3 separate regions of the Mus musculus genome follow, and regions 1 and 3 are each linked to region 2. A link is a contact called in public promoter capture Hi-C data. All regions are on one chromosome and are shown on one strand. The core of a region is the stretch at or near the end of the contact, and the rest is flanking DNA. Distances in the headings are between cores, read along the strand shown.

What was found. Promoter capture Hi-C pulls out the DNA fragments that hold promoters and counts their contacts.
Region 1: a promoter capture Hi-C map of pre-B cells shows a contact between it and region 2. The contact joins the promoter of Ss18l1 here to the promoter of Fam83d in region 2.
Region 3: a contact with region 2 is called in a promoter capture Hi-C map of pre-B cells. The contact joins the promoter of Cables2 here to the promoter of Fam83d in region 2.

Annotation. Positions count from the first base shown.
Region 1 is chr2:180,041,095-180,043,794 of GRCm38.p6, forward strand. It overlaps Ss18l1 (SS18, nBAF chromatin remodeling complex subunit like 1), which reads left to right and starts at 1,389. Exons shown (of 11, transcript NM_178750.5): 1 at 1,389-1,774. The coding sequence starts at 1,706. Psma7 (proteasome subunit alpha 7) reads right to left here and starts at 1,370. Exons shown (of 7, transcript NM_011969.2): 1 at 1,184-1,370. The coding sequence starts at 1,279.
Region 2 is chr2:158,766,701-158,769,400 of GRCm38.p6, forward strand. Fam83d (family with sequence similarity 83, member D) reads left to right here and starts at 1,399. Exons shown (of 4, transcript NM_027975.2): 1 at 1,399-1,887. The coding sequence starts at 1,414.
Region 3 is chr2:180,272,079-180,274,778 of GRCm38.p6, forward strand. Cables2 (CDK5 and Abl enzyme substrate 2) reads right to left here and starts at 1,387. Exons shown (of 10, transcript NM_145851.2): 1 at 1,022-1,387. The coding sequence starts at 1,377.

The DNA.
Region 1 (2,700 bases), core at 139-2,638, about 21 Mb after region 2:
CTTACTGATCAGCAAGCCCAGTGTATCCTCCTGCCTCTGCCTCCCAGACTGGGATTCCAGGCATGTCACCAGGTGCAGTGCAGGGAGCCACCTCACTGGCCTCACAGGTTTTTCTTTTGTTAGACGGTTTCTCACTAGCTGTATCTCTTGGGTTTGGAGTGATGGCTCAGCGGCTGCTCTTCCACAGGACCCCAGGTTCAATTCCCAGCACCCATATGGCAACTCTAGTTCCAGGGAATCTGACACTCTCACACAGATATATACATATAGACAAACGGCCAAACGCACATAAAAATAACTTTTAAAATAATAAATTAATAATGCACACACACAACCACAAAGAGTCTTTATAGTTTTAGAAGTCTTTAGGGTCTCTAGATTTAGAAGCCCAGGCTGGCTTTGTACTTGTGAGATTTTTCGAGCCTCAACCTTCTAAATGCCAGGATTATACAGGCCTGCACTTCCAAGCCCTGTCATTCCAGAGTTCTTGGGTGGATTGGGTCACCAAAAGCTTTGGGGTTTTAGTTTCAAGGAGATAAAATACCTGGGAAATGTAAGCGTTTCAAGACTCGGAACCACGTGTGTTCCGGAAGATCCGGTGACTCGGGAAAAACAAAAACCAAAACTAAAACTGTCTCACTGCTGGCGCTTACAGGTGTGGGGAGTCCTTTTCCAAACAGTGCTAAGGACTGAACAAAACTGGGGCGCGGTGAGAAGGGCCCACCGGAACCAGAACACGGCGTCGGTGGCGCATGCGGACCCGGAAGCAGCCTGTCACCATCGCAGGGCCGACGAATCGCCCTTTGTTCACAACGCCCACCTGGGCCTAGCTCGCAGATCCCCAAGTCCCCGCCGGCGCCGGCTACAGCCAGCCTCCCGCCGCCCGCGCGCACCTGCGGCCTCCGCCGTCCGCGCCGCGCGCACAGCACCAAGATGGCCCCGGCCCAGCCCCGGGGATGCGCTCGCCTAGATGCTCCGCAGTGGGGAAGCCAGAAAAAATCGCCCGGCTCTCCGGGAAGCGCGGCGCGGTCCCCGCGACCTGGTGCCCTTCCTACGTCGTCACCATTCAGCTCCCGTCACCTCCTGGTCCACCCGCCGCCAGCAGATAGCGCGGCCCCCGCGCCCAGGTCTGCGTGCCCCGCTTCCTTTTGCACCCCGTCGCTCAGGCCCCGGGCCGGCTCACCGCGGTGGAGCCCTTTTTGACCGCCTCCTGCGCGTACTCCACTTGGAAGAGGTGGCCGTCGGGCGAGAAGACGGTGATGGCGCGGTCGTAGCTCATCACTGCGGACGCACTAGCTCGGGCCGCCGCCGCTCAAAAGCGCACACTCACCGTCAGCGCCCCGCCCTCCCGGGCCACGCTGCTGGCGTCTGGCGTCAGGGGGACGTGCGGCACGGCGGGGCGGGGCAGGGCGGGCGGAACCACCGAAGCTCAGCACAGGGGGCGGTGTACCGGCTACCGGCTGGACGAAGAGCGCAGGCCGGGTGCAGGGGGCCTCCGCGCGGTATCCTGACCTGGGAGGCAGTCGCGTAAGGCGTGGGGACGCGGGGGACTCGAGCGCGCATTGGCGACAGGCAGGCGGGCGAGCCCACGGCACCGCGCCCCCCGTGTCCCCGCCCCCGCTCTGCGGAGAATGGGCACCTCGGGCCGCGGGGCGCAGCCGGAGAATAAACCCCAATGATCACGGGCTGAGTCCGCGCCACCACCATGTCCGTGGCCTTCGCGTCGGCGCGGCCGAGAGGCAAAGGGGAGGTCACTCAGCAGACCATCCAGAAGGTGGGCATGGCCGAGGGGGTACAGAGTGCGGGTGGGCGCGGGGCACGAACAAAGCCGGGGCACAGCCCGCCGCACGGAGCCCTGACGGCGGCTCCCCGCGCCCCCAGGAAAGCCTGCGCCAACTTTGCTGGAGGCACTGGCAGCGGGGGCCCGGCGGCCGCAGGGGGTGGGGACCCCGGAGCGCGTTGCGCGTTCTTCTCCCAGAGCGCCCCAGGCAGCAGACGCAACAGAGCGAGACGCCAGGGCCCGCGGCCCCTCCAGCCGGGGCGGGGGCTTGTCGCGCTCTGCTGACAGCCGTGGTAGCGACGGTCGCGCGCCTTTGCGCGATGCTTGGCGAGTGGAGAAGGGGGAGCAGGCAGCCTGGAGGCGCGCCGCTGCGGCGAGCTGGCCGCTCTTGTGAGGTACTGCGGTGCCCTGCACAAAGGAACGCATCCAAAGTGTGCGTGCCATTTCCAGAGCCCGCACCGCTGTCCAGAGCTTGCTGCACGCGGCGGACTTGAGGCTAGCGCAGCCCCGCCCCCGCTCGGGCCACTGGGTATCCGCGAGCCTCGCCTTCTGCACCCTGGCTTCAGACACCGCAGGTTTGTCCTGCAGTCTCTCAGTTTCATCCTTTAGTTTGGGCCAGTTTCTCAGAGAAGGCGTTTGCGTGGGTGTGTGGACGTCTTTAACAAAAGGAAGCTTTAAGTTTTGGCTTGGACACTTTAGCTTCTTACTGTTTGCCTTCGCGGTTCCAGGCATCTTTCTTACGCGATGGCTTTTCCTAATTCTGGTTCCTTTTACAGAATTCTTGAATTCTTTTGAGCCAGTTAGTTCCCAAAGGAAATTGGCCTCTCTACTCCCTCAGAGGCTTGTGGGGATTTTCTTCGCTTGTCGCCTGTTTCCCAGATCACCCTTGCTATCCTCCTTAGGAACATAATGGTTATCAC
Region 2 (2,700 bases), core at 149-2,648:
GGGCCTTCCCATGTTCCTCTCTGGGCTTTTTCCTTTAGCTTATAGTGGAGAGCAATGCTCTACGTCATTCAATGGGATCATAGATTATGATCTCTGATTATCCTTGCTTTTAACCCAGGAAACAGAGGCAAAGACACTGTGTGACTGTACAGCCTCAGGCCTGGCCCCTGTCCTTATTACATGCAAGAGCTGGTTCGATTTGATAGAGGAAGGTAGTCTTCTGCATCCTGGATGCCAGAGTGGGGACACAGGAAGCTCTTGCCTTTGGGCTTGAATAACTTCCCTGAGAAGGCTGGAACCAGGGAAGGATGAAGAGAGGGAGGAGATCCTCACAGCAGTACTGGTTTGTTTTAAGTTTACAGAGGTAGAGGCAGGGGGTTAGAAAGCCAAGGTCATCCTTCGCTACAAGATATGAGAAAGGGAGAGAGAGAGAGAGTGAGAGAGACCTTTAAGCGAAGAAGTAGATACCACAGTGGATTAGTATATAGATGTATATGTATGAGCATATATGTATGTGTATATGTATATAGATATATATGTGTATGTTTGCAAGGTCTTCTGTGACCTCTCTTAGGATTGACACAGAATAAGATGGCTTCGAACTCCAGATTCTCCTACCCTAACCTCCCATGTGCTGGGAGTGTGCCACCACCCCCAGCTCTGCACCACTGAGAAAAAAAGACATTTATTTATTTTTATTTAATGTGTATGTTTGTGTGCTACGTATGCATACAGTGTCCGTGGATACCAGAAAGGGCATCATCAGATTCCCTGGAAGCATTATAGGTGGTTAGAGGTTGCCAGGGGAGACAGTGCTAAACCCAGATCCTCTGGAAGTGCTCTTAACTGATGAACCACCACTCCAGGCTCTATCTCTGTCTCTTTGTCTCTCTTCCTCCCCATCTTTTCCCTTCCTTCTCCCTCCCCCTCCCTCCGTCCCTCTGTCCTTCTCTCCTTCTCACTTGCTCTCTGTATTGATAAGTTAATGATTAGATGCAGGGTGGAGTGGCAATGAGGCTGATCACACCAAAATAAGCATGTCCAGGAGCAAGTCCTACCCCTAGTCCGAGTCCTTGAAGCACCATGTTATAGGGCACTCGGCAGGGGGCGTGCTCGGACAGTGCGGGGCTATGTCCCGGGTTGGCAGGGTTCTGGAGCCGCTAGGGCGGGGTAAAGTCAGATTTAAATTCCGCTCAGCCATCAGGCAGTGAGAGCAGAGGGTGGGCGGGTTCTGTCTCAGGAGCAACCAATAGCAATGAGGGGGCAGAGCCTTTGGTACGCATGGGAGACATCCAGCCAATGGGATTGCTGGGGCGGGGCGGCGAGCCAATAGAGCGGGCTGGTTTGATTCAAAGATGCCTATAAAAACTCAGACTACCACCGTAGACAAGTGGATCGGTTCTGGGCACTGCCATGGCTGCTCGCTTCGAGCTGTTGGACGACCTTCCCGCGGCCTGCCTGTCTCCGTGCGGACCGCCCAACCCCACGGAGCTGTTCAGCGAGGCGCGGCGTCTGGCTCTCGAGCAGCTGCTGGCCGGTGGTCCCGACGCCTGGGCCGCCTTCTTACGGCGTGAGCGGCTGGGCCGCTTCCTCAACGCCGACGAGGTGCGCGAGGTTCTGGGCGCTGCCGAGCGGCCGGGCGAGGATGGGGCGGCGGTAGCGGAGGACTCGTTCGGCTCCTCTCACGAATGCTCGTCGGGCACCTACTTTCCGGAGCAGTCGGACCTGGAACCGCCGGCGTTGGAGCTCGGCTGGCCTTCCTTCTACCAGGGTGCCTACCGCGGTGCCACGCGTGTCGAGGCTCATTTCCAGCCCCGCGGCGCGGGCGCCGGAGGCCCGTATGGCTGCAAGGATGCGCTGCGCCAGCAGTTGCGCTCCGCCCGAGAGGTGAGCGGCCCCCTGGCAGCGGGTAGGGGAGGAGCATCGGCCTTCTGAAAATTGAGTCATGTCGTAGTTCCAACTTCTGTTATTGGTACCCCTGGAACAGAGCGACTGTTAGTTCAAACCAAAGTGGATTGCAGAATTCCAGGGACGTCAGCTGACATTAGGTCTCACTTTCAGGAGCTAAGTAAAAGCTTAGTTTTACCCAAAAGATGATACCCGGAGACCATGGGGAGATCTGTAATTACCACTTTTCCACGCTTCTTAATGTTGTAGACAGATAAATTCGAGCAGTCGGTTTATCTCTTTCACTTCTGTGAGTGAGTCTGGTGGGAGATATTTTTAACCCACAGTGCCTGGGACTGTTCCAAGTAGCATTGATCCAAAATGCAAATATTTGTGCTTTAGATAAGCCACTGGTTACAATGGGTTTTTATCTTAGCTAGTGTCAGACTGCCCGATTGGCCTGGGGTGGAGTATAGAGTCTGGCCTGCCATAGATCAGGGAGAAAGGGCTCCACTTGGGAGGGTGTGGCTACAAGTTTGCATGCTGGTGAACACTGCTCCATTCCCAGACCTTTTGACTGCCTGGAACATGACGGGCAAAGCCTCAGACCATGTCAAGACTTAGTAGGCCTGGCACCGCTATATGTTAGGGTGCGGATCAGGTTGACATCACCAAGTCTAGGAGCAAGTTTGCGTTCTGTTTTTGTCTTTTGTTTTTTGTTTTCCTCTCTGCAAGACAAGGTCACTGTAACCCAGGCTTACCTGGAACTTACAGGCTTCAATTTCAGGCAATCCTCCTGCCTCTGCCTTCCTA
Region 3 (2,700 bases), core at 137-2,636, about 22 Mb after region 2:
CTACGGCCATCTGGGAAGTAAGCATAGCCAGGGAATGGGGGAGTAGTGAGGAATAAGAGCTGTCCTGGGCTAGGATGAAGGATCCTAGGATCCAGGCAGGGGAGGCAGAACAGTTACATGTTGCAGACCCTGAGTCCAGCAGGTGTGGGACAGAGGGCAGGGAGGTGGTCAGGTGTATAAGGCCGAGTAGAGATGAGACCAGGTAGGTAAGACCCTGGCCCACAAGCTGAGTTGGGCACACAGCCTGTAAAAAGTGTTTGTGAGTCTCTGTGTAGGGTAGCCAGGGGAGGGATGTGTCTAGAGTCAATTAGACCAAGGGAACTCCGAAATCCATATTCAGGGGACTTTCAAGGTAAAGAGCTGACCCCATATCCAGGAGCTGACAGCTTTAGTGGGACTTTCAAGGTAAAGAGCTGACCCCATATCCAGAAGTTGACAGTTTTAGTGGGACTATCCCTTCCCTCTGGAGGCTGACCAGCTTCAGTTAATCCCAAACTCATCTCCTGTATTCTGGACTGATGCTGCCACATCACCTCAGTCCCAGTCAAGGACAGACGGGACTGCGAGCCTCTCTGACTCTTGCACGCTGCGGTGATGGGCCCTCAAGTACCAGAATGAAGGATCCCTGGACCACCCTGGCTCCTGCATTATGGGCTGAAGAACCCTCTTCCCTAATTACCCGACACCTTGATCTTGGGCTGGTCATCTTGACCCTGTGTCCTGGGCTGACCATTCCGGTTCACCCAGACCTCTGAGTGTTAAGTTGATGGGTACCAGGTGACCATACCTGTGTGCGGGGTGAATGGACCCACCTCATCCCAACCATGTCCAGGTCTGCCGAGCTTGTGGCTTACCCGAACCCATAGGTCAACTACCCCACAACCTGGGAGGAGGGACCTGGCTCACCACCACCGGTGCCCCGGGCTGCCAAGGCCATAGGTCACACAGCCGGAGTGCTGGTTAGGCCTCTAGGCCACCACCCTGACCCCAGCGTGCAGCCGCCCCCGTCCAGCCCACTCACCTTTGGCGCTGCCCGTCCAGGCCAAGGCCGGCGGGCGCCGTCGTGGGGCTGAGCAGGCCCTGGGGCGCGGGCCTGGCTGGCAGCCCCGGGAGGCCTCCAGGTGGAGCGGGCGGCGGCGCGGGCGCCTCGCGGGCCTCGGTGGGCGGTGGCGGCGGCGGCGCTGGCTTCTCGCCTCCGGGACCCAGGCTCGGGGGCCGTCCGTCCAGGGAGATGTTGTTGAGAAAGAAGAGGGCGGCCTGACGGCGCCGGGAGTCCCCGCGCCTCCGCGGCACGGCCGGCGGGTTCCGGGCGGCCGGCGCGGGCCTGGAGGGGCCGGGGGCCGGACCCGGGGCTCCTCCCGCCGCAGCCGCGGCCATGCTCGAGTGCGCCGCCGCGCCGCGCCGCCGCGCAGCTGCCCATTGGCCGCGGCGCGCTTGCATGCAAATACCACCCCGTCACTCCCGCCCATTGGCCGCGGCGCGCCCATATGTAAATATAGTTCCGCGGTTCCTGTCTATTGGTTGCGGCGCGCCTGTATGCAAATACCACCCCGTCGCTCCCGCCCATTGGCCGCGGCGCGCCCATATGCAAATATAGTTCCGCGGTCCCTGTCCATTGGTTGCGGCGCGCCTGCATGCAAATGAGGCTCCTCTGAGCCCTTCGATCGGCTAGCGATATGTGGCTTGCCCCGGCGCTCCCCTGAGTCCTAGAGTCTTCTGTCTGTTGTAGGTTTGGCGTGGCTAAACACGGCAAGGTCGGTAGGTGCACGGAACCTGTGTCCTGTTCTCCCGTCCAGGACTCGGTGTACAGGGCACCCTTCAGCGAATGTTCATTATGGGCTGCAGACTCAGGGTGCGGGCCTGTTGTGGTCACTTGCTCCGGGGTGTTCCCTCAGCCCTGGGGTTCTTCTGGGCAGGTATCCATCCATGTTCCACCAGAGCCTGTAACTTCCGGGCTGTGCCGCCTGGCCTCCTCACTGACTGCTGAAGACACCCGTCTATGGTCTGAGGGCAGCTGACATCTCAGTTGCCTCATGGACGTGGTCTTGAGTCTGCATGATACTGGAGTTTCAGTTTCCTTCGTGGAGGATGTCCAGGACTCGAGTATACAAACCCTTCTGGCTCAGTACCGTGTGTGTATGTCGGCCCTTCCCTGTACAGAGTCTTCACCCTACCATCACCTGCTCTTTCCAGCTCCCAACCTATGTGGACTTCTTATCTTTCTTTTGTTTTGTTTTTCAAGTCAGGGTTTCTCTGTATAGTGTAGACCAGCCTGGCCTCGAACTCAGAAATCTGCCTGCCTCTACCTCCCAAGTGCTGGGATTAAAGGCATGCGTCACCACTGCCCGGCGACTTCTTGTCTTTAAAGTGTTTGATGGATCATTGAAGAAACACAAAGGAAAATCTCCCCAATGTTCTTTTTGGTCTATGGTCACTGCCTGCTCTGGTCCTGTGGCTGCTTAAAATGGGTGCTGGAGTGGAGTTGGTTGAGGGAGAGAGATCCCTGGGAAGTGGCTTCTTTCCTTGGGAGAAGCCATCGGTAGTGTTACCTATAGGAGTTCATACTGCCAGTTCCTTCCCTGCTTTTAAGGCTCAGGCAGGCTGATTCTGTCAGACACCCCCCTCTATCCATGGCATCTCCCTGTCATCCCTGAACAAGTAGGCTTACCCTTACTCTGTTCTGACCCCCCTCTTCTCCAC